Regions from separate parts of the Pan troglodytes genome. Here regions 2 and 3 are each linked to region 1. A link is a contact called in public HiChIP or PLAC-seq data. All regions are on one chromosome and are shown on one strand. Each heading gives the region's core, a stretch centred on a gene start, on an enhancer-like site or on the middle of the called end of the contact. The rest is flanking DNA. Distances are from core to core; before and after follow the strand shown.

What was found. HiChIP or PLAC-seq counts read pairs in DNA pulled down with a chosen protein or histone mark.
Region 2: a contact with region 1 is called in an H3K4me3 HiChIP or PLAC-seq map of stem cell-derived excitatory neurons, with 2.5 times the contacts expected there. The contact joins the promoter of FOS here to the promoter of NEK9 in region 1. A contact is called at or near these places in 2 of 7 Hi-C or Micro-C datasets (induced pluripotent stem cells and stem cell-derived neural progenitor cells), 1 of 1 datasets of contacts at active chromatin or transcription factors (stem cell-derived excitatory neurons) and 1 of 1 other capture datasets (stem cell-derived neural stem cells).
Region 3: a contact with region 1 is called in an H3K4me3 HiChIP or PLAC-seq map of stem cell-derived excitatory neurons, with 4 times the contacts expected there. The contact joins the enhancer-like site here to the promoter of NEK9 in region 1. A contact is called at or near these places in 7 of 7 Hi-C or Micro-C datasets (blood, induced pluripotent stem cells, a lymphoblastoid cell line and 2 more) and 1 of 1 datasets of contacts at active chromatin or transcription factors (stem cell-derived excitatory neurons).

The regions. Positions count from the first base shown.
Region 1 is chr15:73,075,656-73,080,191 of NHGRI_mPanTro3-v2.0_pri, forward strand. NEK9 (NIMA related kinase 9) reads right to left here and starts at 2,122. Exons shown (of 22, transcript XM_016926437.4): 1 at 1,467-2,122. The coding sequence starts at 1,685.
Region 2 is chr15:73,229,599-73,233,796 of NHGRI_mPanTro3-v2.0_pri, forward strand. FOS (Fos proto-oncogene, AP-1 transcription factor subunit) reads left to right here and starts at 2,028. Exons shown (of 4, transcript NM_001098421.1): 1 at 2,028-2,168; 2 at 2,921-3,172; 3 at 3,604-3,711; 4 at 3,827-4,198. The coding sequence starts at 2,028.
Region 3 is chr15:73,260,670-73,265,021 of NHGRI_mPanTro3-v2.0_pri, forward strand. No RefSeq gene overlaps it. Among named protein-coding and RNA genes, the nearest start is that of FOS, 31 kb to the left of the region's middle. Within about 2 kb of position 2,817, at least 18 of the 24 cell types and tissues checked have an H3K27ac peak or open chromatin away from gene starts, as enhancers often do. A contact at or near this core is called in induced pluripotent stem cells, stem cell-derived excitatory neurons and stem cell-derived neural progenitor cells, where this site is marked.

The sequences.
Region 1 (4,536 bases), core at 872-3,371:
TGATATTTGTCCATTCTTTTCATATCTCTACATATGCAACTTAATGCTATTTGTTTACTAACAATGGTCAACTTATTTTCCTACTGAAATATAAGCTTCTAGAGAAAAAGAGTGCTTCTGAACTTTTGTGAATTCACAGATCTAATAAATATTTGGTGATATGGATAACGCTATGCAATTTTTGGGAAGTGTAATCAAATTTAACTCAAAACCAACCCAGTAATCAAGTTCAAAAGGATAATAATAAAAAGGCAATGGGCAAGATGTGAGACTTCAGTTCTAGTCCAAGATTTACTTATAACTTAAGTGAGCAAGTCACTTAAGTATACTGTTTTGGTTTCTCTAACTAAAATATAGAAATAACAATCCTTATCTCCTCTTTCTCATTTTGAGTGCAAAAAAGAAAACAGACTACTAAGAATAACTAACTCTAACATCATACATTAACGTGGCATCAGGATAAAAAAGAACACTTAAAAATATTCTCTTGCAACCACTTCTCTCCTTCTCCATCTTTCAGCCTTAAAAGTATGCTGGCTTGGAACACACATCAGAACTGCAAATGGATTTCTGACGGATGAATCACCTTCAGCAACCCCAGCAAGTTCTCATTAAATGTTTACCCTAAAGTAAGATTTTATGATCAAATCCAGTGTATCGTTAGTTTTTGGAAGTAGAATAATCACTGCAGGGTTTTACACTAGTATATATTAACTTGGGATTCCGTGATCCATGGATCTCTCCAAAGGATGTGCATATGTGCAAATGTGTTGATGGAGGGGGTAAGATTACTTTGCTTAGGTTATCAAAGGGGTCCTTGTGCCCCCCAAATTAAGAACTAATGGCTTAGAATATACCAACAAAGTATTTCCCATGCATAAACCCTGCAGGATAAACACTGATAAAGAACCAACACACAAAGATCTTCCCAATGAGCTTCAAGAAAAGCTTCCAACTAAGTGATCACTGCTGAACTTAAAGATAATGACAAAAATAACGGAGTTGCCACGGGTGTGGGGATTTTGAAGCTATGCCCCCCCTCCTCACCCCAACCTTGGAGAACTATATATACAGCATGAGAGGAAGGAAGTTTTGGCAATACCTCACATTCGTATACCACTTTAATTTACAGAACAAGAGCCTTCGTTTGATTCTCAAGATAATCTTAAAAAAAAAAAGAAAAACATGATTTCAAGGTATTATCAGTAAGCCCATTTTACAGATGGGGAAACTAAAGCTCAAGAGACGGTTAGGTGACTTAGGACAATCAAAAATGACTAGTCAAACCAATGATCTAGCCAATTCCTAGTGCCGCTGAGTGGGAAGAGTGGTGAAGGCCCTAAGACATATACCCTGTGGGCGCCTAAAGCACTAAGCTCACGACGCTGGGAAAGCGGGGCCGAGAAGGAGGGACTCGGGGCGACCCGACAGCGCCAGACAGGGCGGCCGGTGCCGAGGGCCGCTACCTCGGTGCGGCGGTACAGCGTGGCTTCCCCGAAGGCGCCGCGACCCAGGACGCGGATGGGGATGTAGTGCAGCTCCTCCTGCTCCGCCGCGCCGCCGCCGGCTCGCGGCCCCTGACTGGCGCTAGGCCCCGGACTCGAGTCCCCGCAACCCCCGGACTCGCTCCCAAAGTCCGAGTTGATGGAATCGCAGTGTCGCTCGTACTCGCCCAGCACCGACATGGCGGCGACCGCGGGCCTTGGGGACCAGCCTGCGTATGCCCGGAGGCCCTGGCCGCGCTGCGTCCCGCTCGCTTCAGATGCCGGCCCGCGGATCCGTCAGCCCAGCAACCCCGCGAAGCTCCATGGTGGCTCCTGCCCCCCGACCCGGAAACAGTTCTCTGTGTTTCCGGCCTGGCTGAGTTTCCTCCGCCTTTGCTTGCGCGCTTGGCTAGTCTAGCGGCCAGGGCTTCCCGCGTTCGGGGAAGGCCTGCAAAGTGAGGCCTCGGGCTGGGGTTGGCGGGCGCGTGGTGGGAACCGCGTGGAACCGAAGGGCTCCCACGGGAACAAGGGCATCACTGACGGTACGGCCTCTCGGGTCTATTGACCCTTCTCTGCCTCCCCGGTCCGGACTCATACAACTTGGAGGTCCAGAGGTCGTCCAGTCTCATCTTGACGTCAGGTCTGTGACAGGAGGGTGATTGGGGAAGCATTCCCAGTGTACACCTTCTTCCCCATTCCAACGTTGGACAGCATTCTTTTTTAGAGAGATAGTATAGTAAAGATAATATGGCCGGGCAAGGTGGCTCACGCCTGTAATCTCAGCATGTTAGGAAGCCGAGGCGGGCGCATCACCTGAGGTCAGGCGTTTGAGACCAGCCTGGCCAACTGGTGAAACCCCGTTTCTGTAAAATACAAAAATTAGCCAGGCGTGGTGGCAGGCATCTGTAATCCCAGCTACTCCAGAGGCTGAGGCAGGTGAATCACTTGAACCCGGAAGGAGGAGGTTGCAGTGAGCCGAGATCGCGCCACTACACTCCAGCCTGGATGACAGAGCGAGACTTTGTCTCAAAAAGAAAAAAAAAAAAAAAAATATATATATATATATATGTATATAGACAGCCTAAATGTCTGCCTCTGGTCATCTCGGTCCCTGGGCCGAGTTCTTTCTCCCAGGGCCATCCTAAGTCCCTCCCTCTTCTACACAACTCCAAAAATATTTTAAGTCAACTCTCCTGACACTTTCCTTCTCCCCTGTCTCTTCTTCCAGATTCAATTTATTCTATGTGTTTTTCCAGATATTTGACCATATGATATCATGAAACATTCTTTGAGCACTTGGTGCCACACACTGTTTGGGAACAGGAAATCTGCAATAACGTTCTCCCTACCGTCAAGTAGGAAAACAGCAATACGGTGAACAATATGTGTTCCATCAGTTATGTGACCTTGGGCAATTATGTGACCTTGGGCAACTTCTCATCTCCAAGCTTGTTTTGTTGTGAGAATGTGGTCTACGTCACAGACATAACAGCTAACATTTATTGAGTGTTATGTTCTGGGTACTATGCTAAAGGTTTTTTACGTATTATCTCACATTATTATGTATTATCCTATGTATTATGTATTATCCTAACATTCCCATTTTACAGAAACAGAGGTACCTAAGTAACCTGCTTAATGTGACAGACCTAGTAAGAGGGAGCTGGGAAGTTGAACCCAGCAACCTGAAAAAGCAGGATGTGATGGGGCTAAGAGAAAGCCATGTGCCTAGCCGGGCGTGGTGGCTCACACTTGTAATCCCAGCACTTTGGGAGGGCCGATCACTTGAAGCCTGGAGTTCGAGTTCAGCCTGGCCAACATGGTGAAAACCCGTGTCCACTAACAATACAAAAATTAGCCGGGTGTGCACACACCTGTAATCCCAGCTACTTGGGACGCTGAGGCACAAGAATTGCTTGAACTGGGGAGGCGGAGGTTGCGGTGAGCCAAGATCATGCCACTGCACTCGAGCCTGGGCAACAGAGTGAGAACCTGTCTCAAATAAATACATAAAAATAAATTGTGTCATATCGATTTGTGAAAAGTTCCTACTTTAAGAGAGCTTACATGTAACAGAAAACCACCAGGCAATTAAAACAGTTTCTATAAGGGCTATTAAAGTGCAAGATTCTAGAGAGGCATTTAGGAGTGGCATCTGTCCAAGCCAAACTTGCTGTGTGAGTGCAGGAATATACAAAATGTTAAGTCTAAACAAAGTAGAGAGATCATTTCAGGTAGAGGCCATTCCATCTACATCCTCCTATTAATTAGAAGGCACTTTGAGGATAGGTATTGCCTCTTGTTTATCTAGATAAACTCCGAGTTTAGTTTGGCTTAAATCTGTTAATTCTATTAACTGTTAATTCTGTTATTCTCGATTAACTCTGTTAAACAGAAAAGATGCTCAATAAATTGTTTCTCAGTTGAATGGGAAAAAACCAATTACTTAAAATTGGGAATGCTGACTTTCAAAGAGGCTGAATAGATTTCAGCCTAAGCTTAAAAATTCATTTTTTTCTGGCACCTTTGCAACGAGGAACTAGTTTTCTATAACGTGGTTGGCCTGAAACTGAATTGTTCTAATGATAATGCATAGATACTACAAGCCTAGAAGAAACATGTCCTATTATAGAGCAGAGACATTCTTGCTGAATTCTTCATTATATTGGATATAACTGAAACTAATTGTCTTACCTTTGAATATTTGTAAGTTCAAAAATAGTCAACATTTACTCTAATGGTACAACTTTTTTTTTTTTTTGGAGACAGTCTCACTCTGTCACCCAGGCTGGAGTGCAGTGGCATGATCTCAGCACACTGCAGCCTCCACCTCCCAAGTTCAAGTGATTCTCATGCCTCAGTCTCCTGAGTAGCTGGGATTACAAGCGTCCGCCACCATGCCCAGCTAATTTTTGTATTTTTAGTAGAGAGGGCATTCTGCCATGTTGGCCAGGCTGGTCTCAAACTCCTGACCTCAAGTGATTGGCCTGCTAAAGTGTTGGGATTACAGGTGTGAGCCACTGCACCTGGCCAAGGTGTAAAATTTTAAAGC
Region 2 (4,198 bases), core at 778-3,277, 150 kb after region 1:
ATAGCAAGTGGCCCAGTTCCACGAATCCCCGCCTCCTGCCCTCCCCGCTCCTGCCGGGTTGGATCTCTAAGAATGGAGGTTAGCGCACAGCCTCGCGCGGGCCGCTCAGCCCCCGGACCCGGCGGATGATGTCAGGCGACAGGAGCGGCCGCGGCCGGGCCGGGGAGGCCGCGGCCCAGGGGAGCTGGGAGGGAGGGTGGCCTCGCCAGGCCGACGGCGCGCCCGGCCGCGCGGCGTTGCCTGGAGACGGCCCTGGCGGCGCTGTGTTGCTGTAAACAGCCGCTTCCCTGTTACTATCTATAGCAGGATCTCCTGGCTCCCGGGCGCGGCGGCTGGAGGCAGGTCTGCGGTCCGGCTCCCCGCGCGCCCCGAACTATCCGCCCGCCGGCCTCATCCTGCCTCGCCCCTCTCCAGGTGCCCACCGCGGGCCCCGACCCCCGGGCCCGAAGAGTGGAGAAGGGAAGACCGGGGCTGTGCGGGGACATGCGTCTTCGCGCCCTGGAGGTGGCCAGCGCGCTGGGGCTGAGCCCCGGCAGCGTGACCCCGGCTGTCCTACGCAGCAGGGCAGGAGATTGGGAGGCGTGGCACACTCTGGAGCACCTTGCCTCCCCAAAGCCCCGTGTTCCAGGACGTGGAGCCGCGCCTGGGGTCCCAGCAGTCGAGGTATTCCGCCTAGGCGCAGCTGGACACTGTCCTTCCAGCCCCCGTCCTCCCCCCTCCAAGTCCGCGCTGGAAAATCACCCGCTGCGGGCTCCCGTAAGCACAGCTTCCTGGCGGGACCGAACCAGCCCCCAGCGCAGATTTGAGTTCCCCGCAGGAAGCACACCCCGCCTTGTCATCCCGAACTGACCACCCTGCCCACATAACCACACCTCGCACTCCCTACCCCTGGGGCCCAGCTCAGAACCGGGCAGACACCCCCTTCAAATGTCTTCGCACGTAGGTTTTGCACAGTGTTTATCTGCTGGTGTCTCAGGGATTTGACAGTTTCCTTAATATTCCCACACATGGCCGAGAAAAATAAATAAATAAACGCGCTGTCTTCTTTAAATAAATAAATAAATAAATAAAGTACCCAGTATCGTAAAGTAGGTTATCGTATTCTCTTATTTTGGATCCTCCACTTTCTGCTTCCAAACGCAGGAACAGTGCTAGTATTGCTCGAGCCCGAGGGCTGGAGGCTAGGGGATGAAGGTCTGCTTCCACGCTTTGCACTGAATTAGGGCTAGAATTGGGGATGGGGGTAGGGGCGCATTCCTTCGGGAGCCGAGGCTTAAGTCCTCGGGGTCCTGTACTCGAGGCCGTTTCTCCTATCTCTGAGCCTCAGAACTGTCTTCAGTTTCTGTACAAGGGTAAAAAGGCGCTCTCTGCCCCATCCCCCCCGACCTCGGGAACAAGGGTCCGCATTGAACCAGGTGCGAATGTTCTCTCTCATTCTGCGCCGTTCCCGCCTCCCCTCCCCCGGCCGCGGCCCCCGCCTCCCCCCGCACTGCACCCTCGGTGTTGGCTGCAGCCCGCGAGCAGTTCCCGTCAATCCCTCCCCCCTTACACAGGATGTCCATATTAGGACATCTGCGTCAGCAGGTTTCCACGGCCTTTCCCTGTAGCCCTGGGGGGAGCCATCCCCGAAACCCCTCATCTTGGGGGGCCCACGAGACCTCTGAGACAGGAACTGCGAAATGCTCACGAGATTAGGACACGCGCCAAGGCGGGAGCAGGGAGCTGCGAGCGCTGGGGACGCAGCCAGGCGGCCGCAGAAGCGCCCAGGCCCGCGCGTCACCCCTCTGGCGCCACCGTGGTTGAGCCCGTGACGTTTACACTCATTCATAAAACGCTTGTTATAAAAGCAGTGGCTGCGGCGCCTCGTACTCCAACCGCATCTGCAGCGAGCATCTGAGAAGCCAAGACTGAGCCGGCGGCCGCGGCGCAGCGAACGAGCAGTGACCGCGCTCCTACCCAGCTCTGCTCCACAGCGCCCACCTGTCTCCGCCCCTCGGCCCCTCGCCCGGCTTTGCCTAACCTCCACGATGATGTTCTCGGGCTTCAACGCAGACTACGAGGCGTCATCCTCCCGCTGCAGCAGCGCGTCCCCGGCCGGGGATAGCCTCTCTTACTACCACTCACCCGCAGACTCCTTCTCCAGCATGGGTTCGCCTGTCAACGCGCAGGTAAGGCTGGCTTCCCGCCGCCGCGGGGCCGGGGGCTTGGGGTCGCGGAGGAGGAGACACCGGGCGGGACGCTCCAGTAGATGAGTAGGGGGCTCCCTTGTGCCTGGAGGGAGGCTGCCGTGGCCGGAGGGTGCCGGCTCGGGGGCTCGGGACTTGCTCTGAGCGCACGCACGCTTGCCATAGTAAGAATTGGTTCCCCCTTCGGGAGGCAGGTTCATTCTGAGCAACCTCTGGTCTGCACTCCAGGACGGATCTCTGACATTAGCTGGAGCAGACGTGTCCCAAGCACAAAGTCGCTAACTAGAGCCTGGCTTCTCCGGGGAGGTGGCAGAAAGCGGCAATCCCCCCTCCCCCGGCAGCCTGGAGCACGGAGGAGGGATGAGGGAGGAGGGTGCAGCGGGCGGGTGTGTAAGGCAGTTTCATTGATAAAAAGCGAGTTCATTCTGGAGACTCCGGAGCGGCGCCTGCGTCAGCGCAGACGTCAGGGATATTTATAACAAACCCCCTTTCAAGCAAGTGATGCTGAAGGGATAACGGGAACGCAGCGGCAGGATGGAAGAGACAGGCACTGCGCTGCGGAATGCCTGGGAGGAAAAGAGGGAGACCTTTCATCCAGGATGAGGGACATTTAAGATGAAACGTCCGTGGCAGGATCGTTTCTCTTCACTGCTGCATGCGGCACTGGGAACTCGCCCCACCTGTGTCCGGAACCTGCTCGCTCACGTCGGCTTTCCCCTTCTGTTTTGTTCTAGGACTTCTGCACGGACCTGGCCGTCTCCAGTGCCAACTTCATTCCCACGGTCACTGCCATCTCGACCAGTCCGGACCTGCAGTGGCTGGTGCAGCCCGCCCTCGTCTCCTCCGTGGCCCCATCGCAGACCAGAGCCCCTCACCCTTTCGGAGTCCCCACCCCCTCCGCTGGGGCTTACTCCAGGGCTGGCGTTGTGAAGACCATGACAGGAGGCCGAGCGCAGAGCATTGGCAGGAGGGGCAAGGTGGAACAGGTGAGGAACTCTAGCGTACTCTTCCTGGGAATGTGGGGGCTGGGTGGGAAGCAGCCCCGGAGATGCAGGAGCCCAGTACAGAGGATGAAGCCACTGATGGGGCTGGCTGCACATCCGTAACTGGGAGCCCTGGCTCCAAGCCCATTCCATCCCAACTCAGACTCTGAGTCTCACCCTAAGAAGTACTCTCATAGTTTCTTCCCCAAGTTTCTTACCGCATGCTTTTAGACTGGGCTCTTCTTTGTTCTCTTGCTGAGGATCTTATTTTAAATGCAAGTCACACCTAGTCTGCAACTGCAGGTCAGAAATGGTTTCACAGTGGGGTGCCAGGAAGCAGGGAAGCTGCAGGAGCCAGTTCTACTGGGGTGGGTGAATGGAGGTGATGGCAGACACTTTTACTGAATGTCGGTCTTTTTTTGTGATTATTCTAGTTATCTCCAGAAGAAGAAGAGAAAAGGAGAATCCGAAGGGAAAGGAATAAGATGGCTGCAGCCAAATGCCGCAACCGGAGGAGGGAGCTGACTGATACACTCCAAGCGGTAGGTACTCTGTGGGTTGCTCCTTTTTAAAACTTAAGGGGAAAGTTGAAGATTGAGCATAAGGGCCCTTGAGTAAGACTGTGTCTTATGCTTTCCTTTATCCCTCTGTATACAGGAGACAGACCAACTAGAAGATGAGAAGTCTGCTTTGCAGACCGAGATTGCCAACCTGCTGAAGGAGAAGGAAAAACTAGAGTTCATCCTGGCAGCTCACCGACCTGCCTGCAAGATCCCTGATGACCTGGGCTTCCCAGAAGAGATGTCTGTGGCTTCCCTTGATCTGACTGGGGGCCTGCCAGAGGTTGCCACCCCGGAGTCTGAAGAGGCCTTCACCCTGCCTCTCCTCAATGACCCTGAGCCCAAGCCCTCAGTGGAACCTGTCAAGAGCATTAGCAGCATGGAGCTGAAGACCGAGCCCTTTGATGACTTCCTGTTCCCAGCATCATCCAGGCCCAGTGGCTCTGAGACAGCCCGCTCCGTGCCAGAC
Region 3 (4,352 bases), core at 1,567-4,066, 190 kb after region 1:
ACTTTAGGCTTTAGGATTTTGCAGGTCAAATCATTGCATTCTTATATCTAAACCTACCTCAGCCCTGGTTTCCTAACTAGAAAAAAGGACTAAAATGCAGTTTATTTCCTCTTTTTAAAAATTGTCCTCTTAATGCTTTAGGCACCTAAGAGAGATGCAATTATTTTTACTTTGGAGAGGCTTAAAAGAGCCACTGATTTCCTATAGCTCATGATTCTGCAGATCAGGGATGAAGGCAGGACTTGGCTGGGAATTTTTCTGCTGATTACAGCAATGACTGAGATCCTCCGTGGTATTCAGCGGCAGGATGAACTGGTCTGGGGGGTCTGAGATGGCTTCACTCACATGGCACAGAAGTAATTTTACATTTTGTGTGGTTATTTGACCATTGTCTGTCTCCCTTACTAGTCCAGAGGCTCCCAAAGGGCAGGGATTGTGTCTTTCTTGCCTATCATTTTATCCCTAGTGCCTAGCACAGTGCTGACCCATTAGAGTGTTTAATAAATATGTGTTAACTGACTCAATGATGTGATTCTTTATTTTTTATTTTTTATTTTTTTTTGAGATGGAGTTTTGCTCATGTTGCCCAGGCTGGAGTGCAATGGCACAATCTTGGCTCCCTGCAACCTCCACCTCCTGGGTTCAAGCAATTCTCCTCCCTCAGCCTCTTGAGTAGCTGGGATTACAGGCATGCGCCACCATGCCTGGATAATTTTGTATTTTTAGTAGAGACGGGGTTTCTGCATGTTGGTCAGGCTGGTCTTGAACTCCCAACCTCAGGTGATCTGCCTGCCTTGGCCTCCCAAAGTGCTGGGATTACAGACATGAGCTACTGTGCCCGGCAATGATGCGATCTCTCTCTTTCTTTCTCCTTTCCTTTCCTTTCTTTTCCTTTCTTTTCTTTTCCTTCTTTCTTTCTTTTTCTTTTTTCGGAGTTTTGCTCTTTTGCCCAGGCTGGAGTGAAGTGGTACGATCTCAGCTCACTGCAACCTCTGCCCCCTGGGGTTCAAGTGATTCTTCTGCCTCAGCCTCCCAAGTAGCTGGGATTATCAGTGCCCACCACCACACCCGGCTAATTTTTGTATTTTTAGTAGAGATGGGATTTTGTCATGTTGGCCAGGCTGGTCTTGAACTCCTGACCTCAGGTGATCCGCCCGCCTTGGCCTCCCAAAGTGCTGGGATTAGAGACATGAGCCACCGCACCCGGCCTATGATGCAGTTCTTATGAAAAGTGTTGGGATCATCAGAAAAAAGGCATAGGTGGGAGTTGATGAGGATAGTAGCTCAGTAAGTATGCAAATTGAGCTAAGCCCTTTATAACCTGGCTGTTGGTATTATTTATCCCCATTTTACAGATGAGGAGCTGAGGCTGCTGTTACACAGCTTCAAAGGTTGATGCACAAGAAACATCTTTTTTTTTTTTTTTTGAGAGACAGAGTCTTGCTCTGTCACCCAGGCTGGAGTGCTGGAATGCAGTGGCATGAGCCTCTGCCTCCCGAGTTCAAGCAATTCTCCTTCCTTAGCCTACTGAGTAGCTAGGACTACAGGTGCACGCCACCACGCCCAGCTAATTTCTTTTGTATTTTAGTAGACATGGGGTTTCACCATGTTGCCCAGGCTGGGCTTGAATTCCTGAGCTCAGGCAATCCGCCTGCCTCGGCCTCCCAAAGTGCTAGGATTACAGGTGTGAGCCACCGCGCCAGGCCAGAAACATCTTTTTTGTATCTCAAAGGAGATGGCTGGGTGCGGTGGCTCATGCCTGTAATCTCAACTCTGGGAGGCCGAGGTGGGCGGATCCATTGAGGCCAGGAGTTTGAGACCAGCCTGGCCAACATCTCTACCAGAAATACAAAAATTAGCTGGGCGTGGTGGCGGGTGCCTGTAATCCCAGCTACTTGGGAGGCTGAGGGAGAAGGCGGAGGTTGCAGCGGGCCGAGATCGCGTCACTGCACTCCAGCCTGGGCGACAGAGTGAAACAAAACAAAACAAAAATTTTAAGCACAGCAATAACTTGCTTGGTCCCTGATAGTCCTGGGAGTAAATTCAGGATTATCGAGGACCAAGCAAGTTATTAAAATTGATTATTTGGGAGATAAAAACCCGATGAAATAGCAAAAGGGTAGACGCCATGTTTTCAAATTAGTCACAAATATTCTGGATTCTTGCTTCTACAGTTATCCGAATAAAAGCAGCAAAACCACCCCAAAATTTGAGGTGAACATTACTTGGATGTCTGTCACCACATTCACCTAAAGCTGTTCCTTAACATCCACATACTTGTTTGTTTTTCTTCCTGGATTTATTTATTTTTGATGTTTCTACACACCTGGACTGCTCTCTGACATGGTATGCTTCTTTCGTTTTATCAAGTAACAGGCTGGCCTTTAGTCACAAGTGTGGCATTCGGGAAGCCAACATGGTTTAGTGATAGGGTTCTTGTTGGGTGTGCAGATTGGGGCATTTCGCAGATTATCTGATGCTCAGTCTCTCTATGGGCTCTGCCTTGCCTAAAGGGCAAGTGTGTGTTCATCAAACAGGGCTTCTTTAGGCCTTGTTACTGTGATGGGGGAAATACTCCAAAGTGCCAGGAAATCCTGCCCGGGCAGGGAGCAGGACTTCTCAGTATCCCAGGGATTCGGATCTCAGCCCCCTGCAGCCAATCAGCAAAGGAGCTGTTTCAAACTGACAAGCAAAACAAAGCCCAACAAAAGCAGCTGGAGCCCAAACAAACAGAGTTGGGTGAGGTTGGGAAGGGGAGTCAGGTCTGGCGTCATCCGGCTCCAGGCCAGGCTGTTGCCATGGTGACAGCCAGTCCGTTTACCAGCGGGCAGCAGAGCCAGCTTTCTGAGGGGGAAGCCCAAGGAGGGGAGGAGGAGCAGGGGTGCCCCAGGGGAGCCTGCGCTTCTCCAAGTTACAGAAACCCATAGAGAAGGCTCGGCCACTTCCAGGGAGCAGTGCCTTCTCTCAGGAGCTGGGCAGGCAGCCCGGGGGGCAGTGGGCTGGGAGAAGCCGGCCTGAGAGGGACGGAAGTGTCCACTGAACAGGCAAAGAGGCCTCTGGGAAGGCTAGAAGGCTTTCTGGGCAGAACGGATTTGCAGCTGTGTTGGCTTTCTGGGCAAAAGATGAATTGAAGTAAATCACAGAGTGTTTTAAAATAAAAAACTCCCCCAAACCACACACACACACACACACACACACACACACACACACACACGCCAATGGAGGAGAGAGAGGGCTTTGGGAACCTCAGCGGTGGAACACGGAAATACCTTATATTCTTCTCCAGGAGCATTTTTTTTTTTCTACTCTGATGATGACAACTCAAGTAATTACCTGCAAGACAAGAAGAATGAACAACAGTCAATGCAAAATGTTAGAAAACATCTGCTTTGCAGGGCTTGTCTATCAAAGCCCGGCTCTGTGCCTGAATGGTGTTCAGGTCCCTGAAGGTGGGCCGCTTTAGGATATAGACACTCTTTCTGGCCAACGGGCAATATGAGCCAAAACAAATGCAGTGGAAGAAAGAATCTTGGCATCTTCCTCCAGAAATCTTGCTGCAAAAGTGTCTATCACACAGAAGGAAAAATAGCTTATGATTCTACTCATGTGAGCTTCCTAGAGTAGTCAAATTCAAACAGACAGAAAGTAGAGGGGTGATTGCCAGAGGCCGAGGGGAGGGGAAAATGGGGAGTGAGTATTTAATGAGTATGAAGTTTCAATTTGGGAAGATGAAACGTTCTGGAGATGATGGTGATGAGAGTTGCACAACAATGCGAATGTACTTAATGCCACTCAACTGTAGACTTTAAAAGTTTCAAACAGTAAACTTTGTTATGTATATTTTACCATGATAAAAATAAATATGTCTGTCAGTAAAGACTGTCTTCTTGCTGCAGCAGGAAATGGTGTTGGCTTGAAGGCCAGCATCGAGGGCACATGGGTTCACCTCTTTGAACCTCAGCTGTGTCATCCATCAAATGGAACTTACACTATCTTCCTTACTGCCAACTGTGAAGAGTGGATATGAATGCATTTAGTGAACAGAAATGCACCATAAGAATGTAATTTTTTTTTTTAATTTGAGATGGGGCCTCCCAAAATGTTGGGATTATAGGCATGAGCCACTGAGCCTGGCCAAGAATATAAAATGTGATTAAAGTATTATTTCAAAATTCATTGTTATGGTACCCAAATGCCAAGAGGCAAAAGGAAAGGAGAAAGGGAGAGTTTTGGAGGAAACTAAGGAAAGGGTTATTTATATCTGGCATTTCTAGGAATTGGAAAATACCCAAATACCGTAGGAGAGTTGGAGAGAATTTTGGGCTCGTGCTCAGGGGCCTGAAGGTAAGACC